2 separate regions of the Arabidopsis thaliana genome follow, and region 1 is linked to region 2. Evidence: chromatin contacts called from public targeted proximity ligation data. All regions are on one chromosome and are shown on one strand. The core of a region is the stretch at or near the end of the contact, and the rest is flanking DNA. Distances in the headings are between cores, read along the strand shown. Region 1 holds the start of GAPB (glyceraldehyde-3-phosphate dehydrogenase B subunit). Region 2 holds the start of PMI1 (plastid movement impaired1).

Region 1 (4,236 bases), core at 1,152-3,651, 150 kb before region 2:
AAAATGGTTATTTCTCAAATACAATTCTCTCAGTCTTAACATATAGTTGTTCATCAGACAAGAAAATCTTATGAGAAAAACAAGTATGCATAGTACGATTTCGAATAAGTAACTCATGATACAAAGTATTGTTTTGGTGAAAAATAAAGAAAGAAATGATCAAAGTTGTTCAGTCATAGACTTTGCATTCCTCATCAGCCGGGTTTGTCTTGCAGAAATCCTCCAAAGGATCTCCACTTCCAACAGCTTCCGCTCCCGGCCACTTGCTAGCCACTAGGTGAGCCAAATCCACCACTCTTTGGCTAAAACACGAACACGCAAACGCAAACACAAAACATAAACAAACAATCATAGGTTAAAACATAAAATGATATCATGTAATGTGTTATATCTCTCTCACCTGTAACCCCACTCGTTATCATACCAAGCAACCACCTTGACCATATCATCACCCATAACCATAGTGAGGGACGAGTCAATGGTGGTAGAGACATCAGAGCACCTGAAGTCAACAGAGACAAGAGGCGCATCGCAAACGTCTAAAATGCCTTTCATCGGTCCATTAGCGGCTTTTCTAAAGGCCTCGTTCACATCCTCTGCTGTCAAACCTTTCTTCTCAACGTTTATAACAAGGTCAACCACTGAGACGTTTGGTGTTGGCACACGGAGTGCAATGCCGTTAAGTTTACCCTTCAGCTGCGGCAACACTAATGACACCGCCTTGGCTGCTCCTGTGCTGGTAGGCACTATGTTCAGTGCTGCGGCTCTTGCACGCCTTAGGTCCCTGTGTGATGCATCTAGAAGCCTCTGAAACAATTCATTTCAAACATATTTATTTTTTTGACAATACAAGCAAGCTCTTCCGTTAGGTTTCTACATGGATAGATAGACAAAAAGATGGAATCTTACTTGGTCTCCGGTGTAGGAGTGTGTGGTTGTCATTGTCCCCTTGACAATTCCTGTGATTCAGTTCATGTATGAGCTATAAAAAAAACATTTTGAAACATGTAGTGAAGCAGAGAAAATAAAATGTACCAAATTCTTCATCCAAGACTTTAGCAAAAGGTGCCAAACAGTTGGTGGTGCAAGATGCATTGCTGCAAAGAAAGACCAAAACTGAAGCATGAATACTCAAACTCGTTCATGCTTTAATGAGATCAAAGGTTTAACTTTAAACGGACCTAATAATGTTAGCGACATCGTGACCATAGTCTTGCTCATTGACTCCCATAACATAGGTAGGGATATCAGCACCTTTGGCTGGTGCAGTGATGATAACTTTCGAGGCTCCGGCTTGGATATGCTTCCCTGCTCCTGGCCCATCAACAAACACTCCTGTTCCCTGATGATCATAACCATATACAGTTTTCGATTAACTAAGTTCCGTAGCGCGATTTGCCATCATAATAAGCAGTTTTCGGTAGAAATTTCACCTCGATAACAATGTCAATGCCGAGCTCAGCCCATGGAAGCTTAAGAGGGTCTCTGTTGGAGACAACTTTGATGAGCTTACCATCAACACTAATAGTTTCATTGTCCACAATTTTCACTTCAGCCTTGAAGGTTCCAAGCATGGAGTCATACTTAAGCAAGTGGGATGCCTGCAAATTTCATCAAATGTCAAAAATGTGTTCCACAAGAAGAGTTCACAAAGTTTATTACATACTTACATTCTTGACACCACCACTGTCGTTAAGTACAACAACTTCGAGAGGAGAGTCTTTACGACCATGCCAACACCTAAGAAAGTTCCTACCAATCCTTCCAAAACCGTTAATCGCAACTTTCAGTTTCGCCACTGTCTCTCCTCTAACAGGAGTTGATGTTGTCACAGCCTAATATTTCACAAACTCATCACATATTCACAAATCATGATAACAATACAGTTACTGATTCAATCAATAAATAAGTTACCTTAGGGATGATTTGTGCAGCTACAGCATCGAAGAAAGATGCTTCCCCACCGATACTACTCATACGCAGACCGGAGAATTCAGCGACTTCTAGCCTCTGTGCAAGTAAGTAACAAGAGAAACCAATAAAACAAACTGTACCACACACATAAACAGAGGGTATGTAGTAGTCAGATGGAGTTCATACCTTGGAGGAGCATTGAGCAGGGAAAGAGTGAATGGCACTCTTAGACTGCAGTCGCTGTGTGACCGGGATTCTTGAGACGGCGAGAGCTGCATGTGTGGCCATAGCTGCAAGTGATCACAAGAAGGAAAAATCTAGGAATGCTAGTGATCAGTTTTGAGCGTTAGAATATATACATACATACACACATCCTTTGGTTTTGATCAAAACCAACCAATGGTTCAAAGTGAAGCAAAGTAATATGTGGCTATTATGTAGGTAAGATACATATGGGGATAAGATTCTGTGAGCCAGTGATCACAAGTTTCTCAAGAGACTCATTTTTTTAATCCTTCTTTTCATGTCATATAGTTTTCATCAGGATATTATATAGTCTTCATAACGTCTGGTTTCGCATATAACTGTGATATATCCTTCAACACCGCGATTTCGAGAAAAAAAGAAGAAGGAAGAAAGCAGTCATTTGAAGATAGTAGACGAAAAGTTGTACAACATTACACAGAAAGGAAAACAATTATTGGGATCATAGTAAGTAATCTCCCATGATTCAATTTCAAATCCTAAAAACAGATGATTTCAGGCTGTAGCCTCGATTTCATCGGTGCTTAGAGCTGCACCATTCGGAGTATCTTCTGATTTGAGCTGAGAGGAGACATCGTCGATAGCAGAGTTAAGCTGAGCAATTTTCTCAGCTAGTACCTTACGTGTTTTCTGCATTAACAGTAGACAACATTGTTCATAAGTAAATTCAACAAAAAGTGAGATAAAATATGAATCAAGAGGCTTAGCAATAACTTACCTCCAAAGCTTTTTCCTCGTCATATATGAATTTAGGCAACTTCCTCATGAGATCCTTTCGGTCTGCTCCAGCTATAGCCTTGCTGATCTGATACAATTCACAAAAGTAACATCACACATTGATGAGTCAAAGTGAAACAGAGAAGGTTACAGAGCTCCTCGAGTCCACTCAAGAACTTCTTGATTGAAACGAATACAAGCTCTAAGAGTGATCAAACTAAACCATGTAACAGATTACTACCTGTGGTGCATATACACATCCGAGGGCACCGACTATAAGTCCGCCCAAAATAAACCCTCCGACGAATAGGCCTGTGCTGCCTGAACCATCATCATCTCTGCAAGTTTTGATGCTATTAGACATTGCAAACTGTCTCTGTAAACATAAGTTGCCAATAGAAAACTAAAGTATACTAAAAAATGTTACGATGCTCACAAAACATTAAGGAGTAACAAGAACCACAGTTTTCGACATCTCAAACAATAATTTGTATAAGATAAAGTTATATACCTGTATGCAGATTGAATGGTTAGGATCCTTTTGGTTCTAGGAGCAGAAATATGAAGTTTGTTGGAGTGATTCAGTCCAAATGAAACACTGACACAACGAGCATTTGGATTCAGAGAAAAACCTAGAAGGTAACAAGAACAAACAACAATCAGTGACTTATACATAACAAGTTGAACAGTTTTCTAACAAAACAGCTTCAAGCTCTAATTTTGCATTGTTTTGACAAATCAGCACAAGTAAAAAGAAAGGACCCAACAACATAAAGGAATCAAGATCGTCCAATACACAATTAAATTGGGTTTTGTGAGATGCTAAATTAGAAATCGTAACATGACTGTACGAATCTCATGAGCTCGAAAATGGAGGATATTGAAAATCTATAAAGCACGAAGATTGGAGAGATTGAAGAAGTTATTACCAGATGAAGGATGGAGTTGGTGAGAATTCTTGGGGAGAGAGAGAGAGGTAGAAGAAAGAGACGCCATGGATGGAAGAAACTGTGTCTGAGAGAGATCCTGAGATAGAGCAGTTGGAGCAAGTTCGATGATATCTAAGCAAAGCTTCTTCGATTCAGTGGTAATTATTTATTTAAATATTTATTACAAATATTACATCAAAAAAAAAAAAATGTAATAAATATTGGGAGAAATGAAAATGGATCAATTTGGTCATCTAATCCGGTTATGGAGATAATGACATTATTATACATGATCCGATCCGGCATATGTCTAAAGAAAACTAAAATATCCGAAATAACATTAAGATAACTTTATCTTATACAAATTATAGAGATAACTATTGGAGATAGTTTAAAGATCGATTCGTTCTGA
Region 2 (4,198 bases), core at 1,170-3,669:
AAAGAGACGGCTAAAACCTCCTCTGCCGAAGTCAATGGATTCTCCTCCACATTCCATATACCGGTCATTATTCTCTCCCTTCTTCCGCTGCTCATCGCGTTAGCCATTGTTTTAACAGCTGCGACAGTTCGCGCTGCGCTCGTGTTAGCTCTCTCTTTGTTCCTCCCTTGTATAATCGCTGACGCTATTCCTTCAAAAGCCACTTGCTCCCCTGTTTTCCCCATTAGCTCATCTATCGCCATAAGCGAAGATATCTTTGACTCTAGTTCCTCACCCGAACCCGCCATTCTATGAAATAGCTCGAATCCAGTGGCTGGTCCGGCTTCTGGTAGTACCTGTAATAAAGATTTCAGATTCCTGTTGTTGTAGGATTCTTTTGATTATGTAAATATTAATTCAGGCCTTACCACAATCTGTTTGGAGATTTGCATAACAAGCTTAGGAGTGTCTTTCCTCATGACCACCGTGTCGAAAGGGTTCATAGAGACTAAGTAACCACCGTCTCGTGTCTGAACAACGCAACCAATGCCTTTACCGAGATCCGAGAGGTAATTCTCCGATTCATCGTCTACGGATTCGCCAGACCGCAGTTCAGAGATGTCCATTTTGTGCTGATAAAATTTCAGCTTCTCGGTTTCTTCATCCTCAAGTAACTGAAGAAACTCCTTTGTCACAGTTTGTTCCTCTTCATCTAGCCTTTGTGACTCTGTTTCACCATCACCTCCATCACTCTCGTCTTTCATCATCGATTCAAGCGCTTTGATCTGCTTTGCAATTGAATCAAGCTCGGTGAGTCTCATTATGTGCCGTGGATCATCAACATTAACATGTTGTTCCTTCATCTCAACAGATCTTTCACCTATGGTTCCATCAGATTTCTCAGTTTCCAAGTCATCATCAAACTCAACTCCTTTATCCACAACTTCAAAATCTGGTTCCTCTTGATCATCTTCAGCTCTCTGTTCCGGTTTGTCGTTTTTCTGAACCGGTTTCTCCTCGGGTTTCTCCTCAGGTTCATCCAGATTCAAATGCTCCATCCCGTGAAAATCCGAAACTGACTCCACACCACTCGCTGGCGTCCACGCCTCGCTCCGGCTCGTCATTTTAGGGCTCGGAACACTAAACGACGTCTTCGATTGCTTTCGACCGAAGGAATTAGCGAAATTCTTAGGTTTACTACTCGGTTTCATCCCGAATTCGCCTTGTTTACTGTAAATCCCAGCTCCACCGTCTTTCTCCATAATCTGAAACCCTAATTTCAAAGCCAATTCACCCCCTTTAGCCTTCCCTGAAAGTCCCCAATTCATATCCCATTGCCTAACCCTAGCTCCTTCGTAATTCATCTTCTCTACCGACTCCTGAATCAACTCACTCAAATCCACCACATGCCTTCCAAACTCCAGTTCCTTGGCATCCACGGCGAAAAGATAAAACAAAAACGGACGAGCCTCAAACTTCGCTGGACTACCTTTACCGTTCGCCGGTGAGTAATACACATGGCACTTGATAAACAAGGTCTCCTCAAAATCAGCAGAACCCTGAGAAACCCTACACGGCATCGTCTGAACAGCACCGTCTTTAGTTTCCTTCTTCCTCACGCAAACTCCAAGGCGTAAACCATTCATCGACGCTGGAAGATTCTGCGCCGCCACAACCTCCACTGATAACAAACAGCTTAGCTTCTGCATACCAATCCGAACCAGCCCTCGAATCGGCTTCCAATTCCAAATCCCTTTCTTCTCTTCCTTCACACCCGAACCCGATGACGACTCCTCTGGTTTCTTGACAATCCTGTTGCTCTGAGTAACATTCTCTTCCTCCTCTACCTCAAGTTTCGGTCTCGACCGCCACGGAGACAGCGATAAACGCCGAGCCCGCGGCTTCGATACTGTCAAATCCTCAGCTCGTGCTGTACTCACTTCATCAGCAGAGGTAACAAGCGACGGAACAGAACTCCGAGGGAGAGCGAGAGAGTTTGTTCTCCTGTTTCCAACTGAAACCTGAGGTTTCTGGTAAAGGTTTTCACTTAGAGCTTCAAGTTCCGCGAGAAGCTGTGTGTTAGAACTCCGGCTACCGGAATATTCTCCTGCCATGTAGAAGAAGAAGAAGAAGAAGCTCTTCTGTGTTTTTTTTGGTCCCCAGAAGAAGGGATAAGGAAGCTGAGGGTTTATTTGGGGTTTGTGTGGTTATTATTATCGATAGGTTTCATTGTTTTGTCTGTCCAAAATTGAGAAAATTTATTAGTTGGTGAAGCGATTGGATCAGGATTTAGAATGTCGTGGCCTTCTCTCAACTCTGAAAGAGACACCAACCTTTATGGTCCCAACTAATTTATTGTCACGGTATGGTTTCGTTCAACGTTTTAGAATCGTTAGTTCTCTAACCTTGTGTTTGTGGTTGTTAGAGTTTTGTGAAATATAAATACTATATACTATACTATAATAAATGTCTAAGAAAAAAATTAAATTTTTCTCTGTAATCAGTTCAAAAATAATTGTATATGTCTCTGTAACTACAGTTTCAGTCTAATGGATTTACCGAATTGAAGCTTCTTTCTCTATCGAAACCTCGTGATCGTGTTGATCCCGATGTATCGTTCATTGAACCATCGATCTTTCTCTTCTTGCTTTCGTGCTTGGACTCTTCTTTCTCATCCATGAGAGACAAGAATCTTTGCAAACGAGTGGAGCGCATGGAGGAAGAGTCATGATTCTGCTGTTGATCTCTTGCAATGGCATCATCGGTTGGCTTTTTATAGAGCTGACGGATGATCTGAACAAAGTATAGGAAGAGAGCGAGGAGGCACGCGACGCCGCATATGAGAAATAGTCCCCAAAAGCTTTTTAGATGAAGCCTGTCTGATTCGAGCTCCGCGTTCTCTAGAGTGCATGCGTTCTTCATTAGCCATTTGTCGTGGATCCTTTGCAAATCTCCGTTCTCTGCTAGCTCTAAGATCGCTGTTGATAGATCTATTGCTAGAGGAGAGTCTCTAGGAAAGGCCTACGTAAAACCATTTATACATAAGTAACAGAATCTAACCAAACCAAATGGTGACAATATCTTTATACTTACAAATCCCCAGCCACTTTTGGTGAACTCTTGACCAACGATTCTATAAGCGCAGTTGCTGGAGAGGAAGAGTTCGACATAAGGACGTTCGTCAACAATCGCGGCAACGCCTCCTTTGCTTGGTCCATCTTTTAATGCCTTAGCATAGGCTTCAGGTGTTCCAAGTGGGACTAGGCGTGACTCTGATATGTTGAGTTCGTTCCTCAAATAACTCTCTGCAAATGAACCAACCTGGTACCCTATTGGATCATCTCTTTCTCTAAGGCTTTCAATTCCCTTGATGGGTGAAGAGAGCTGCTGAACCGTCAATATCGATGTCAGACTAGCCGTGTAGCTCGAGTTGATGATTAGTACAACGAATAGCCATATGATCAGAACCAACCGTCCAAGTGTACTAACTGTGTTCTCTCCTGTCAAAACCAAGGGAAAGAGTCATATCAGTCAAAAGCCAAACAATAACCAGTGGCACAGTAAGTTTTCTTTCGACATACTATGCGCGAAAAACATGGTCGAGAAGCTAAACCTGCAGATATCAAACAAACAATAAATGGATCAGCCAAAAGATAACAAGCAGTTGTCTCTAAGCTACTTCTCTGAAATATATAGTAAACTGACCAGAGAATTGTGACACATTGTCTCTTAGGTGGGCCTCTGAATTCATCGTTAGTCCTATGTTCCAAGATCCAAACAACAATGCCAACAAAGAGAAAGCAACAACCCGTGACAGCCCACATAAGACGGTTGAAAGGTCGAAGAAAAGCCCAGGCTCCTGAATTCAGTTTTTTAAAAGGTGCAACTACAACTAGTCCTGATGCTGCATATGGTTGTGTGAAATCTACAATCTTTGTCCGGTTTGTTACAATGGCAACATCACCTACTACCCCATCAAAATTCTGCAGTAAATCCATTTTTACAGTAAGTAGAAATGGTAAAAGTAACTTCTATGAAAAAGAATGTAATAAGCACTCACACCAGTTGTTATCATCTCAACCATATGCGTGTAGCTCGGATTCTCCTTTCCATTTCCATAAGGAATAAACTTGACAGGAACTGCGTACGGTAAAAGATTCACTGCAGCCGTGAAGACATCAATGCAAAACCCTTTGAACATGTTCTCGGTTCCGCGAAT

The links.
Region 1: a contact with region 2 is called in a targeted proximity ligation map of shoot, with 20 read pairs. A contact is called at or near these places in 2 of 26 Hi-C or Micro-C datasets (both in seedling), 1 of 2 datasets of targeted methods (shoot) and 2 of 3 other capture datasets (root and shoot).

Annotation. Positions count from the first base shown.
Region 1 is chr1:16,125,518-16,129,753 of TAIR10.1, reverse strand. It overlaps GAPB (glyceraldehyde-3-phosphate dehydrogenase B subunit), which reads right to left and starts at 2,401. Exons shown (of 9, transcript NM_103456.4): 1 at 2,101-2,401; 2 at 1,915-2,010; 3 at 1,671-1,835; 4 at 1,434-1,601; 5 at 1,182-1,342; 6 at 1,036-1,097; 7 at 910-959; 8 at 401-807; 9 at 1-302. The coding sequence starts at 2,202. The coding sequence ends at 170. It overlaps AT1G42960 (inner membrane localized protein), which reads right to left and starts at 4,011. Exons shown (of 5, transcript NM_103455.6): 1 at 3,825-4,011; 2 at 3,407-3,527; 3 at 3,137-3,233; 4 at 2,897-2,983; 5 at 2,456-2,808. The coding sequence starts at 3,891. The coding sequence ends at 2,674.
Region 2 is chr1:15,975,026-15,979,223 of TAIR10.1, reverse strand. PMI1 (plastid movement impaired1) reads right to left here and starts at 2,419. Exons shown (of 2, transcript NM_103439.7): 1 at 408-2,419; 2 at 1-335. The coding sequence starts at 2,093. It overlaps GLR3.3 (glutamate receptor 3.3), which reads right to left. Exons shown (of 7, transcript NM_103438.3): 3 at 4,040-4,198; 4 at 3,685-3,962; 5 at 3,561-3,592; 6 at 3,073-3,479; 7 at 2,411-3,000. The coding sequence ends at 2,521.